3 separate regions of the Mus musculus genome follow, and regions 1 and 2 are each linked to region 3. A link is a contact called in public HiCAR-type and HiChIP or PLAC-seq data. All regions are on one chromosome and are shown on one strand. The core of a region is the stretch at or near the end of the contact, and the rest is flanking DNA. Distances in the headings are between cores, read along the strand shown. Region 1 has its middle 130 kb from the start of 1700017M07Rik. Region 2 has its middle 50 kb from the start of 1700017M07Rik. Region 3 has its middle 4.4 kb from the start of Gm20515.

Region 1 (4,477 bases), core at 867-3,366, 700 kb before region 3:
AGGTGAAGATTTTTCACATTGAAAGCTAATCACACTTTCAGAAAAATTTCTATGAGCCACTGGCCCTGAAAATATTCTTTTCTCACAAAATACACACATATTTGTGTGTTAGTTTTACATATGTATGTATGTATATATATATGTATATGTATATGTGTATGTATACATATATACATACATATACAATGTATACAATGTATATATGTATATATGTGTATACAATGTATATATATGTATATGTGTGTATGTATACATGTGTTTATGTATATGTATATATGTGTGTAAGTATACATATAAATGTGTATATATACATATATGTGTATATATGCATATATATACTATGTTTATATATAATGTGTGTATATATAAGGATGTATTATATATGTAGGTATACAGGAATATATGCTGGGATATATGTATATACATATTTATACACACACATATATATTTATATATATTTATATATACACATTGGGTATACACACTCACACACACACACACACACACACACACACACATATATATATATATATATATATATATATATATATATATATATATATATACACATATATATACCACACACACACACATACACGCACAGTGTTATGTGTTTTTCTTGGACACTATCTTCATCCCTGGGTTAATATTCATGATCAATTGCTACCATCTCTGCTCATCTTTCTGTATAATAGTCTCCAGAGATTCTGTGTAAAGGACTAAATATTAACATCCCTGTGTTTCCAGGGCCCAGGATACTGTTGGGCAAGTAGTAACTGAACAGTGACATGTTTGCTCAGTTGTTAAACAAATGAAGTAGACCTGTGAATTCTCTTCAAAAACCACTAGATTAATTCCGTTTCTGTTCCTCCTTTTTGAAAGGAAATGGTTAACCAAAGTAACACACAACTGGTAAAAGAGATGACCAGGAATGGTACAAAATAAGCTTCAGGCTTATTAATTGCAGATGTGCTAAAGCATTTTATTTGGAAACTCTTAAATGGTTCGTGTCCAACAGACCACCAAATGGAAAAGGATAAAGGTTTTATTGCTTAAAAAAAGAGAGAGATTGTCAGGTAGACATTCGTATCTTCATCCCTTGCTATGATCGTAATTCTGATGGAGTTGAGTTGACAAACATGCCATAAGCAATGCTCCAAATGCCATCAAATTATAAAAAATGAGTAAGAGGGCATTTACAGCATAGCCAACAAAAGAATGTAAAGTTTGCTTAAAGAGAGAAGGACTGTGGTGCAGCTCAGTGGCTGAGCACAAGCCTTGTCTATACATGAGGCTGAACTGGATCCCCAGCATCACAAAACAAGCCAAAGGATGTTCATATTACATGTGATGCTGCTATATGTCCCACGACTATGCTGTGTTCTGGAAACCTACCTCCTCCTCCAACCTCCTCCTCCTCCACTCTAGTTCCTGTCATCCCCCAGGTGTGGTCTCCACCTGGGTTCTTAATCTCTGTTTCCTCATCACGCTTGAGCCCCTTTACCAGAGGAGTTATCTCTGAAGATGCCTCTTCCAGATCAGCTCGTAAACACCCAGAGCGTTTTACACACTTCCCTCCCTCCAGCAGGCATGACTGTTTTTCGTAGCTCACGGGTGGCAGTGGCCTTCTTCTGGGAGCAATGCCAGAATCTGGTCCAGGAAAACTCTGAGGCAACTTTCAGGACCTTTGTAATGGATGCTACCCGTTGCCACATTTTATCTTGGTTTCCTTGGGAGAAAGCAACCATGCTTCGTTCAGACGGGCAAGCCAAGTTCGCTTTCTGATGCCAAACTGGCAAGGACCACAGAGCTTGGTGTTGGTCTGTGGATGGGAAAAGGCATCAGGAAGAGTTTCTGACTTTTTACATCTTTTGAAAATGAGCAGCTGATACATTAAATTTTTTGTCAGGGAACAAGCATCAGATTGCATAAATAACTCATTTGAACAGCAATCACCTCCCAGTCACTCAGCTCTCTGGCAGTTAACAAAAAGGTTTTAAGATAGAAACTGGACTATTTAGCTTTCATTAATCATTCATACTGTTCAAACACATCACACAGTAACTGAAGAGGGTTATGGTAGCTAAGCTTGAGTCTGTTGTGGAAAGTAAGTTTAACTTTCTATGAACTCACTGGACACAAAGAGTGTCCCCTGCTTACTATTCCAAATGTCACCAGCTAGAAGCAAACGGATGATTACGAATGGTAATGAAATACCTCTGAAGCCGTTTGTACACTAACAAAGAGTTACTGTCAGAACTTGAATAAGGTCCATCTACCCATTTTCAAAGAATGTCAACATTATATAAGGGGTAAAGCAGACAGCAACAGCTAAATACACAAACAAATAAGTTTCTGATAACATTTCCCTAGAACACAGTTTTCGTCAAATTTTTTTTTCTTGGAAAAGGAGAGATCAATGAAAGCATCTCACCTCCTTAAATCATTTCAACCCCACAGTGGGCCTCGCAGGAGTTAGGAGAGTTTTAGACATTCCATCTTTGTGTTCTGGATTTTTGGGGCATGGGGGCAATGGAGATTCCTGGGTTGAGTTTCTCTGGCTGATACTTGTTTTCTTCGTTTCATTTGTTCTCATCTTCTTAAGTGAAGCAGGGAAAACAGGGTGAAATTTTCTGTGTTCTGTCTCTAGGAGAGAGAAACCCAATAATTGCTGCTTCTTGGAGGCATTGGTTGGCAGCCCAGGAATTTCTTGATGGACTCCTCTGTTTAGCTGTTCCTGAGGACCAGGGTGGTGGCTTCTCCTAGGCTTCAACTGTGCCCTTACTAGGTCTGCATCTTTCTACTGGGATGAGACTCCACATTTTATGAAGGAGCCAATGAGTGGAAAATACCCCATTGCTTTTGAAACGTACCTAAAATCTCAGGGCACTAAGACTAAAGCTGCGTGAAAGTTCCTGAAAGGGAGGGTCTTTATGACAACCTACAGAGGGGCTGTTTCCTCTAGAAATAAGAATCTCATTTAGTGTGTTTTAAGGTCTTTAGTAGAGCTCTTTTGCCAGGAGGAGAACTACTTGGGAATCTGATGGTTTCATTTAGTTCTAATGAGAAAAAAAAAAAAAAAAGAGGCAGATGTGGTAGCAGCTGTTATAGGAGAAGCAATGGGTAGCGAGAACGCAGACTTATTGACACCCATGAAGAATGCTTAAAGGCGTTGAGAAAGAAGAAAAAAAAAAGATCTTGAAGACACAGAATTCAGTGCTAGGAAAAATGGGTGTATAAAACATAAAACAACATTTTATATCGATCAAGTGATTTTTTTTTTCCTTTAAAATTATCAGAAGCTGTTTAAAAGAAGGGAAGAATGTTTGACTTGTGTTCTGAGAAGTCTAGAGTCTAGGGCAGGCTTCTTGGAGGGATTGATCTGGCTTAACAGTGTCCCTCTGACCCCAGCAGTCTCAGCTCTGCCTTCTGTTCTCTGTGTAAATTTTATTCCAAGATTGACCCTCTACATGTAAGGTAGCCGCCCACAATATCTGGACTGCATGCTTTCTTAAATTCAGGTGGAGAGGGCAACATGGGAAAGAGATGAATGCCTTTCTCCTAAACAAAGTCCTGAGTTTCACTCTGGAATGTTCTTACCTTGGCAGTAGGAGGAGGCTTAAGTCAGTGACTCAGTGCTCTCTCCTCAAATCAAAACAAAATAGGCTGATGCAGAAGGGAATAATGGAGCCAGAGTGGCCAGACTGTCCACAATGAGTGTTGACCCAAACACAGCTTGATGTGTGGCTTTCACCAAGCAAACCTTCCCTGTAACGGTTACCTTGAAAACACTCATTACTATTTCTCAAAAGGCAGTTCTCGGACCCAAACTGCAGAGATGTGGTTTAAATGAAGATCCCTAGATCTTTCAGAATTTCTGTGAGTTTAAGAGATGGATGAGAGTTTGCCTTTTTAGCAAGTTCCTGGGTGCCTTTCATGCCCACTAACGTTTAGAGGTCACTATTCTATAGAAGTGTAATGCTCAGAAGCTAAGATTTCAGGAGCCTGTGGGCTTGTGATAGGAAGGTCTGAGAATGAATTTCACAGTACCTTTGTAAACTGTCCTGGATCTGGTAGCTACCAATAGTCCCACCTGAAAGACATGTAGTATTAACGAGGACTTGACTTTATATTGCCAAAATACAGGTGCCTCTTGTTGAAACTGTTTTCAAATGACCTGTAGTGCACATTTCCATAATCTGTGAGGGAATCCTGTTCTTTGGCATACTGCAGTAGTTTAAAGAATTATGCATTACAGTTATCTCTTATTTCACAAAGAAATTGTATGTATGCTGGTGCAAATGTGTGTATGGATGATGGTGTCATTCTTCAGGCCCTCATCCCTCTTTGAGACAGGGTCTTTCATTGTCCTAGAACTTTTCAAGTAGGCTAACATGGTTGGCCAGAGAGCCCCGAGGATACCTCTCTGTCCGCCTCCCATGTTATTATGAGATCATGCATGCATGCTATTTTATTT
Region 2 (4,659 bases), core at 2,035-4,534, 780 kb before region 3:
TTCTATTATTAGATCATATGTTTTTCTCCTGTCTTTCCTTGTAGCTATCCACTGCAAACACCAAAGATGAAGGGTTTTGTTGTTGTTTGTTTGTTTGTTTTTGTTATTTATTTATTTACTTACTTACTTATTGCAAGCCATGAGTCAAGGAGATTTGGTAACTTGCTCCACTGTTGGTCCTCACTCCTGCCTGAAAGAGAACTCACATGGTTAGCAGGTGGCAGCAGTAGGTTGGGGATTGGCTGCCCACATTCTAGGACTCTCAGAAGATACTGTGGTGGGAGGCAGGCACAGGCAGGATGGCACAGACTACATGGTTAAGAGCAGAGGGCACCACAAGCCTGAGGCTGCCAGGCCACCATTCAGACTTAAATCCAGTCTGTGGCAACACACAGCCCAGAGATCCAGTCATTACTATCTTTGGTTGACAAAAGGATGGTCCCCCTGAAAATGGGACCAGGCAACAAGAGGTCACTTTTATACTAATTTCCATTCTTGACCTTTATTGTAAAAACATCTCATTTATTATCTACCACCTTCCTGGATGTTGTTTTATGAGCTGTCCGGGATGCTAATTTGTCTGAGGTCTCAGCAAAAGTGCTGAGATACCAATCCACAGTCAAATTCTCAAGCCTGAATTTTCTCTTCTGTTAAGAAACTGTATGAGTGCAGGGGGCTATGGTGTCAGTCACTAAACACCTACGGCGTCATCTGATCACCTATGCACTGAGGAAGTAATTGTAAGTAAGATAGAACTTACAGTTTAAATGCAAAGGTTTGCCTTGGTGCAGAAGTTGTGATCAGACATGTAGGCCTCTGTACCAGTGGGCAGCTGCACTTCAGTTCACAGCACCTTTAGAATCTTTCTATCCCTTCTGGTCTACCTATGCATTCTTTATCTAGGAAGTGCATTTTAAGTGTGGGTGCAAGCTTGTGTGTATGTGTGTGTATAACACATGTATGTTTGTGTGTTTCTAGGCGTGTGTGTGGTGAGGTGTGGATGCATGTAAGTGAGTGTGTGTGTGTGTGTGTGTGTGTGTGTGTGTGTGCTGGTTGCTGGTTGCAGAAACTTAGGAAAATCTCAAGTACCATCCCTCCTGGGGCTCCATGCAGATCCTGACCACTTTGTTTATTTGTTTGTTTGTTTTTGTTTTTTGGGTTGTTTTGTTTTGTTTTGTTTTAAGACATTGCTTCTCACTGTCCTGGAACTTGGGAACTAGGCCTGACTGGCTGGCCAGTGCGTCCAAAGGATTGTCTCTGCCTCTCCGGCACTGGGCTGCCAAGCACACACTACCATGTGGAACTTTGTGCAACGTGGTTCCTGGAGATGAACTTCAGATCATGATGTTTGTGGGCCAGCTCCCCGGCGCTTTCCCTGCTGTTCTGAAATGCTTCCAGTGGAAACTGCGTTTGGCCTCTCTCCCTCTAAAAGCCATACACTCTACAGTCCTTTCTATTTTATACTTGCTGACTCTGACCCCAGAGGTGTCCTGAGCCATGAGATGGCCACCTGTTTCTAGAGAGAATGAGGTTCTGGACTCTTCCTGTTCCTCCTCCTTCCTCCTGTGGGTTTGTTGCTTGTCAGGCCACTTAGCAACTTGATCAAGAGTCTTAGGGAGACAAGAGTTGATTTGAATGGATGGTTGGTGGGTTAGAGCCACAGGGTCCTAAGAATTTTCTTCGTTTTACTTGACATTTCAAGTGCAAATGTGTATTTTAATATCCGCCTTGAACATTCTTGAGAGGGGAATCATGGTGGCAAGCAATGACTACACTGGTTAATTTAGTCAAATCATTGTGACAACTCATTTTAGCTTCTTACAGTAAAGATGTGAAACCAGACAAGTGCACATACTACGTACACATTTTATGCAGTAAATGTGCTGACAGCGTTTAGAAAGTTCAATGTTTTGGGGGAATATTAGGGGTTAAGACTAAGAAATTACCCTTATTATAGAACATTTATAATACCATAATTAATGAGATTTTATCTTTGTAGTTTAGTTTGCATCTCTCTTTCAACAATGATCCATTGCTGTGGCAAAGACTTCAGCAGTCTCAGCTGGGCTGCCTTGGGCATACATGGGAATAGGGGGATCCTGGAGAGCCAGCCTGAAGCCCAAGTGATTTCCTGGGTCCTTGACATTAATGAATGTCTCAGTGAATAAGTGAATAAGATTTTGGAAATAATGCTAGGATCCATACAATATATACTAGCACAACTTCACATTCAAATATTAAAATGTTTTTCTGATGGTTGAAAAACAGTGACATCTCTTTGGTCTTACTAAACTCACTCCTGTGAACACACGGTCCACCTTATGACTCCACTATGTGCCTTCAATCTACTGAACCCAGGTAGCTAAGGTCATAACTGATGTAGCAAAGAGGTCAAGGTCCTTGAAGACATTACTTTTGTCCTTTCTTGAAATGCATAATCTTCTTGGGTCAGGATTTTTCCTATTTACATTTCTACATGAATTTAATAGCAATTTAGAGTGGAAGGGTGGAAAGGAGAAGTGAGGGTGGGAGGGAGGAAGGTGGGAGGGAGTAAAGGAGGGAGGGAGGGAGAAAGAATGACAGAGAGAGAGAGATTCCACAGGCTCACACTGAAGATGGGTTTGGTCATATTCAACACATTGAACACCTTATTGAACATCTTGAAGTATTCAGAATCCCGTGGTGTTCTGTAAGGCCCAGATGTGTACAGCCAGGTGCCTCCCTCCCAATGTTTAAACCCATTTTATGGAGGATTTAATCCATCTTTGGAATCACAGACTTTGGAATGCATTCCTTGGGAGGCCATCTGAGATGATAAAAAACAGGTCCAAAGATGATATTCAAAGATGCCATTTATGGACTGGCAGAAAGGGGCTGAGCAGAGAGAGAGAGAAACTTGGCAGTGCTTTGTGGAGTCGTTTCAATTTGCCCTGTTCTAGAGCACAAGGGAACTCTTGAAATTTCATAATCATAGGATCTTTTTATTCATTTCCCAAAGAGCATGTTTTTGAGTCAGTGCATAATATAGCTATTTGTTCTCTCGAACACATCTTAGGGATGAAAAAGGAGTTAGGAAAATGAGCCCATTGTTTTTTAAAATTAGTGACAAACTTCAAAATAATTCCAAACAAACCTCAAATAAAACATTCTCCCCCTACTGCGAGTCCCATTTAAACTGTTTGGGTCAGTCTGCTTTAATGAGCCCCATTCATGCTGACTCGTCCACACACTTCACACAAAGACAACTGTACCTCTAAACCCATTTGAAAGTGATGGATGACTGTCAGCTCTGTGAGGCGAGCATGTGGTGGCTTGATAGCGCGGTGAAAGCAATCGCCGAGTGCGAGTCTGTTTCTTTTGGCAACGGAAGGGGTTGCTAATGGATTCATCATTTTCTGTTAAGCATGAATGTCAAACAAAAAAACATTTAGGGCTCTATTCAGCAGAGTTTCCGGCTTGATGCTTGCCAGCTATGGAGGCCCTGTGACTTGGAACCTGGACAGCCCAAAGCCTGATTTTTATTCCCCAAGTTCCGTGGAGCTAGAGCCCCCGAACCTGGAATTCTGCCAAAAGCTCCTTCCTCATCCTCTACCTCTTCCTGTGCCTCCTCCTTCTGCCCTTCTCACACTTCCTCCTCTCTCCTCTTCCTTTGCCTGCTCTTTTCCCTTCACCTCCTCCCTTGTCCCGCTCCTCCTCTCTTGCTCCTCCTCTCCTGCTCCTGCTCCTCCTCTCCTGCTCCTCCTCTCCTGCTCCTCCTGCTCCTGCTCCTCCTCTCCTGCTCCTCCTCCTGCTCCTGCTCCTCCTCTCCTGCTCCTCCTCTCCTGCTCCTCCTGCTCCTGCTCTTCCTCTCCTGCTCCTTCTCTCCTGCGCCTCCTCTTCTGTCTCCTGCTCTGCTTCCGTCTGCATCACCTCGGCTTCTCCTCCTCTACCTCCCCCTTCTCTTTCTTTTTCTTTTTCTCTCTTCAGCTCCTCTCTTTTCCAATCATGTGACATTATGGGCCTTGCTCTTCGATTGGTGGTATCTGGAACAGAGTGAGATACCAGCTCTTATCCCATCATTGACTCTGCCTAAGAACCACATAGAAATCCACTCATAGAGGGCTGGCAGGGTAAGCACGGGGCACATGCCAGTGCTGCTTGTATCTTAGACCTGACTGGATGAAGCAGGGATTGCCCATTTGTTATTTGGAAATCATAAACAATCAATGTGCTCTGAACTCATTCTACGCCCAGAAAATGAACACAAAAATAGAAGTGGAGAGAGATGTAGGCTTTTGAGATGCTGTGTTGTTCTCTGAATGGACCGGGAGAGGGCTTGGGGAAAATGCTGGCCTTGCCACACAGCTCTTATTGTATCATTTACCACAGAAGGGCTTCCTTCTGTGGGAGAATGGCTTCTTCAACCACATCCACAGTGGAAGGAATTAGGAGCTGGGCCCAGACAAGGGGAGCACTACCCCCCTGCCAGAGGCAGTGACTATTATTTAGACCCCAGAGTAACTGTGAGGCTGGCATGAGTCTTGGAACCAGCTCTGACATCGTGGATAACTCTCTATCAGCCTCAGTGCCTCAGATTTTGAACATTGTTGTTTTGTAGGTTAAATGAAATTGCAAAAGATCAGTAGTCTAAATTACGAGTTCATGCACATAGCGATTTAT
Region 3 (4,382 bases), core at 690-3,189:
CAATGTCATAGGTCAGCCCAGTGACTCAGAGAGGGCCTGATCCTTATCTAAGCGTTTGCAGCAAAATTAGAATGTGCTGTAGTCTTATTAAAGAAATGTTTGTCCCCCGTCAATGAGCTGAAAAGAAAGCAGCTCAATGCACTTTTGCAAATTACAGCAATAAACTGCTTGAATTAACTGCTTTATTACAAATATTTAATTATTCGGAGGGTTAAATATCCAACATTTTAGAAAGGCAAAAAATTAGCTACCGATTTGGTAACCTAGCTTGTTTAAAATCTCTCATGGTGGTGTGTATTTGCGTTTTTATTTTAAACAGTCCCAACTTTGAGGTGTCTTCCTTGTGAATTTAGCCAGTTTCCTTTCATTGTGAATGAAACAGCAAACACACACAGCTATCACTCCTGAGGTAAGCTGTCAAGAAAATCAAATCTGCAACTCATGAGCACCACAAAAGGCAGACTCTGTTTGCTTCTCTGGGAGCGGGAACACTTACACTGGAGGACTCCCGAGCCACAGAGGTCGTCAAGTACAACCCATTCTAAGGGACAGATAAAGTAACATGGCCATTATATTTAAACAGTTGCTAGTTAAATATTGTTTAAAGTATACACTCCTTTATTTAAAAGGGCCAAAGATTAAAACTGTACGTTAAAAAGAAAATTTGACAAATGCATACTAAGCAAAAAGCAAGTGTTCTCAGAGAGAAGTTTTTATGCCCCCACACAGAATTCTGTTCATTAATCCAAATGTGTTTTCCATTTATTAAATCATATGAGGCAGATGGAAATTATTTTTAAATAGATTTCTTAAAAAAAATTAGTAGGGAGCGTTTCTCCATAAAGCAAAGAAAAACATTACAATAACAGAAAACGGGTCAGGATGCGCCTGCACAGAGGGCATATCAAAGCGTGTTGTCGCCCGCTGTCTGTATCAGCAAGCTGACTGCTCAGGGCCAGAAAAATCTGCCATGTAGGTCCGACTCTTCACTGAAGCTCTTAAATGCGCGCTCGGAAACTACAAAGTGCTGAATATATTTTCAGTCTTTTTATGTGACGATTTACAACTCGTGACCTTAGGCAGTGTTATGCGCGTAAAACAAAATGACGAGACCACCCTGGTTCAGAGCTGAATAAAGGTAGTATAGAATCAAACTTCATTATCATTCAAATGTCAGGAGGGAGAACAACAGAAACTCCACAGTACATAGATATATAATTCTATTTTGCAGTTTTACTTTATAAAAATGCCCCCTCTTCACTTGTATTTTGCTATTAACCAGCTCAGAGCAAGTAGACAATTATCTAAGCTTAATGTTGAAGTAATAACGTGCTACAAACATTAAAACCCTTGAGGCACGTCAGCTGGGGCCTGTGGGGGATAAAGCCGCGACCAGTTGCTCCTCGGGCTGCCCACCCTGACGTTCAGGAAAATTATCGTTTTGCTTGATTCAGACCCGGACACTGGGAGCCCCTGACATCGGGATGACTGTGCTGGCAGCATGCCTCCTGATACCCACAAGAGCTGTCCCTGCTCTCTGTCCCATGAAAGGAGTCCTTGTTACTTCTCTTTGATAGCTGGCACACTGCCCCTTTCACAGACCCAACGAACCGTCATCTTGGATGTAACAAATTAGTACATTCTCAGAATAATAATAAGCGCAGGCATGAAAACACCGTTGTTTTTACTTGGAAATGAAGTAACTCATTTTAGCTGAGTGACTTTTTTCAGTGCAGCACCCCAGGCCAAAGAGAAAAAAAAAAGAAACTTTTTTTCCCCCTTCTGAAAAGAATGGTCAATTTCAAGAGAGATATGACACACGCTTTACTGTAAAAATCTGAGAAAGTCAAATTAATTGGGGGGGGGGAGAGCTTTCACTGTAGAATAATTAAAAAGAAAATTAGGGGCTCAAAGGAAATCCACACGTACCTAAGTGATGTGTCATTAGAGAAATAGGATCGGAGATGACTCACCATGGTACTCAGTTCTGATACCAGGTTAAGATGTATCTTGTGAATTTTTTTTTCTACTTGTAAAAAAAAAAATTAACTAGGAGTTAAGAAAAGATCCGGTATAATAGAAAACTAATTGAATGTCTCGAGTGTTAAAACACTAGAGAGTACCATGAGCATGTTTTCATATGTTAATAACCATGTCAAAATGTTCTTCCAGTTCTCAGAAACATTTCCTTACCGGTGAGGGAGCTTCTCTAGTCTCAGGACCGCTCCTTTTACTACATTAGTAAGAGAAAGCTAATGTTTACACATTTGCATATGGGATGAATCTACTTCAAAGGCGACCCACAACCACACGGGAAACACCTTTGCTCTCTCCCTACCTGGCAACCTCAGAAAGTCTGGAAAAAAAGGCCATGAGAACCTCTGTTACTGGATCTTCACAGCCGCTCCAGCTAAGGGCTGACCTAGGCTCCAAATAGCGAGTGTCCTTTTCAAATAGACGGTCAGTTGAGATTGGAAGAGCTGCCAAGAAGTGCGGAAGAATAAACTAAATAAACACTTATTTATACTCTTGTAGATACGGGCCAATGTGGACGTTAGTTAGCTCCAGAGGACGGCCTAGAGATTTAACAATCACTAATTTGTTCTCTGTTCTCGCTAGCTCTTGTCTCCTGAAATAAATGGTCATATTTTAATACAAAATGTACTATAAATTTATTAAACTTTCTGGTTCAGATGAGTTCAAAATATCTCATTATAAACGGAGACTGTCCTGAGAGGCAGTCAAGCATGATTAAAAAGATCACTCTTTTACACAAAAAAATAGCCTTCTTACTTTACCCTTTGTTGAAAAGACATTTGGCCAGCCACAGGGGAAAGACATAATCTACTTTTATATTCAAATAATTTATTTGAAAACTCCATGGCTACGATGACCCTAAATAATTCTGGGTTGAATATACATATTACATGGGTTTATGTGACCTTAACCACTGACTTGTTTTAATGTGCCATCAATGATTTTAGCAATTATTTTTTTAAAGGAGAAAGACACATTCTAACACTTTGATTTAAAAATTGCCATTAAATAAAATTATAAGGAAAGTACACGTTAAAGCGCAGTGTATTTCTGCCAATAAACCCGCACACCCAGAGTCAAGCTTGGGATGTTACTTGCTGTCCTCGAGCAGCACCCATCTCTCTGATCTGACTCACATTCCAATACACCATCTACCTGGTGACAACGTGTCAGAAATGGTGCCATCGCTATTTGGCTTTCATGGAGACAAACAGCACTTGCGGAGCATACAAGGCTTCTCTGAGGATCCGTTCTGTTTAGCTCTGGGCATTTGGTCTCAGCATCTTGATGATAAGGTTAGTTGTATAGGCTCCAGGCAACAGAGAACTTCATTTTGAAACCTCCTCCCCACCCCCACCCCACCACCGCCCCAGGAGCCAAAGAAGAGGCTAGCAGTGACTGTTTGCCCATTTGCTTTAAGACACTGTCCCTTTCATTCAGCTGCCCAGCCAGTGCCCACTGTTACATAACAGCAGAGAGTGGCGGTCCACAAAGCAGGTAGGACCCTCCTAAATACTCAGCTCTCTTATTTAGGGTTTTAAGAAAACAGACAGTTGTCAAGCAGCTGTACAAAGCATTTAGGAAACTGTTCCTACATTCTTAATTTCTTTCCTGTTTACCAGTCGCAACCAAGCCCTAAAAAGTCCAGAAAAGGAGTCCAGAAAGTTTTCTGATTTTTGCTTATGTTTTTTTCCTTCCAACTTCCCACGGTACGCATGAGATATACCCCCCCCCGCCCCCCTGCCACCTCCCCATACAGAAAACCAAAATGCGAAATGTGGACTTGTGCATTCCGGGCGCCTCCCCAGACTCTGCCCCTCTTCCAGCCAAGCAGAATGAGTATCTGGGCTAACCACACATTTCAGGACAAAGGAGCTAATTCATGGGGGAGGGGAGACCACACACCATTTATAAGGTTTGTTCAGTTTACAAGAAAACCATTGTCAATGCTTTGTTGATTCATTATCAATGACCCTCGTGACAAATAACAAGTGACCACCTCCTGGCTCAACTCTCCAGCATCTTCCCCATGCAGGAGCAGCCGGCCTCTACTGGGCTAATTGCTAGTCAAGAAAACTGGAACTGTGGGGACAGGAGATGGCTCTGATCACAGATGTAGCCTTTAGCTTGAAGATTTGATGGAACTGTGGTTCTGGTACATGGAATATCTCAAACAATAGGGTAGTGCTTGCTTTTACTACATGACTCTGCTGTGAAGAACCAAATTCCAGTAGAGGGAGAGAAAAAGCCAGGAAAGGACCATAGAGGCTTATGCTGCTCTATGCAGGGGCCACCGCCAGGATGTTTCAGTTCCTACAAATCTTCTTGTATCCCCACCTACAAAA

Evidence for each region. HiCAR-type assays count read pairs that join an accessible place to other places. HiChIP or PLAC-seq counts read pairs in DNA pulled down with a chosen protein or histone mark.
Region 1: a contact with region 3 is called in a HiCAR-type map of astrocytes, with 4 times the contacts expected there. The contact joins two enhancer-like sites. A contact is called at or near these places in 3 of 115 datasets of contacts at active chromatin or transcription factors (astrocytes, embryonic stem cells and stem cell-derived neural progenitor cells).
Region 2: an H3K27ac HiChIP or PLAC-seq map of stem cell-derived neural progenitor cells shows a contact between it and region 3, with 5 times the contacts expected there. The contact joins two enhancer-like sites. A contact is called at or near these places in 2 of 115 datasets of contacts at active chromatin or transcription factors (astrocytes and stem cell-derived neural progenitor cells).

The regions. Positions count from the first base shown.
Region 1 is chr3:35,139,275-35,143,751 of GRCm38.p6, reverse strand. No RefSeq gene overlaps it. Among named protein-coding and RNA genes, the nearest start is that of 1700017M07Rik, 130 kb to the left of the region's middle. Within about 2 kb of position 2,116, at least 25 of the 459 cell types and tissues checked have an H3K27ac peak or open chromatin away from gene starts, as enhancers often do. A contact at or near this core is called in astrocytes and stem cell-derived neural progenitor cells, where this site is marked.
Region 2 is chr3:35,224,231-35,228,889 of GRCm38.p6, reverse strand. No RefSeq gene overlaps it. Among named protein-coding and RNA genes, the nearest start is that of 1700017M07Rik, 50 kb to the left of the region's middle. Within about 2 kb of position 3,284, at least 55 of the 459 cell types and tissues checked have an H3K27ac peak or open chromatin away from gene starts, as enhancers often do. A contact at or near this core is called in stem cell-derived neural progenitor cells, where this site is marked.
Region 3 is chr3:34,441,073-34,445,454 of GRCm38.p6, reverse strand. No RefSeq gene overlaps it. Among named protein-coding and RNA genes, the nearest start is that of Gm20515, 4.4 kb to the right of the region's middle. Within about 2 kb of position 1,939, at least 73 of the 459 cell types and tissues checked have an H3K27ac peak or open chromatin away from gene starts, as enhancers often do. A contact at or near this core is called in astrocytes and stem cell-derived neural progenitor cells, where this site is marked.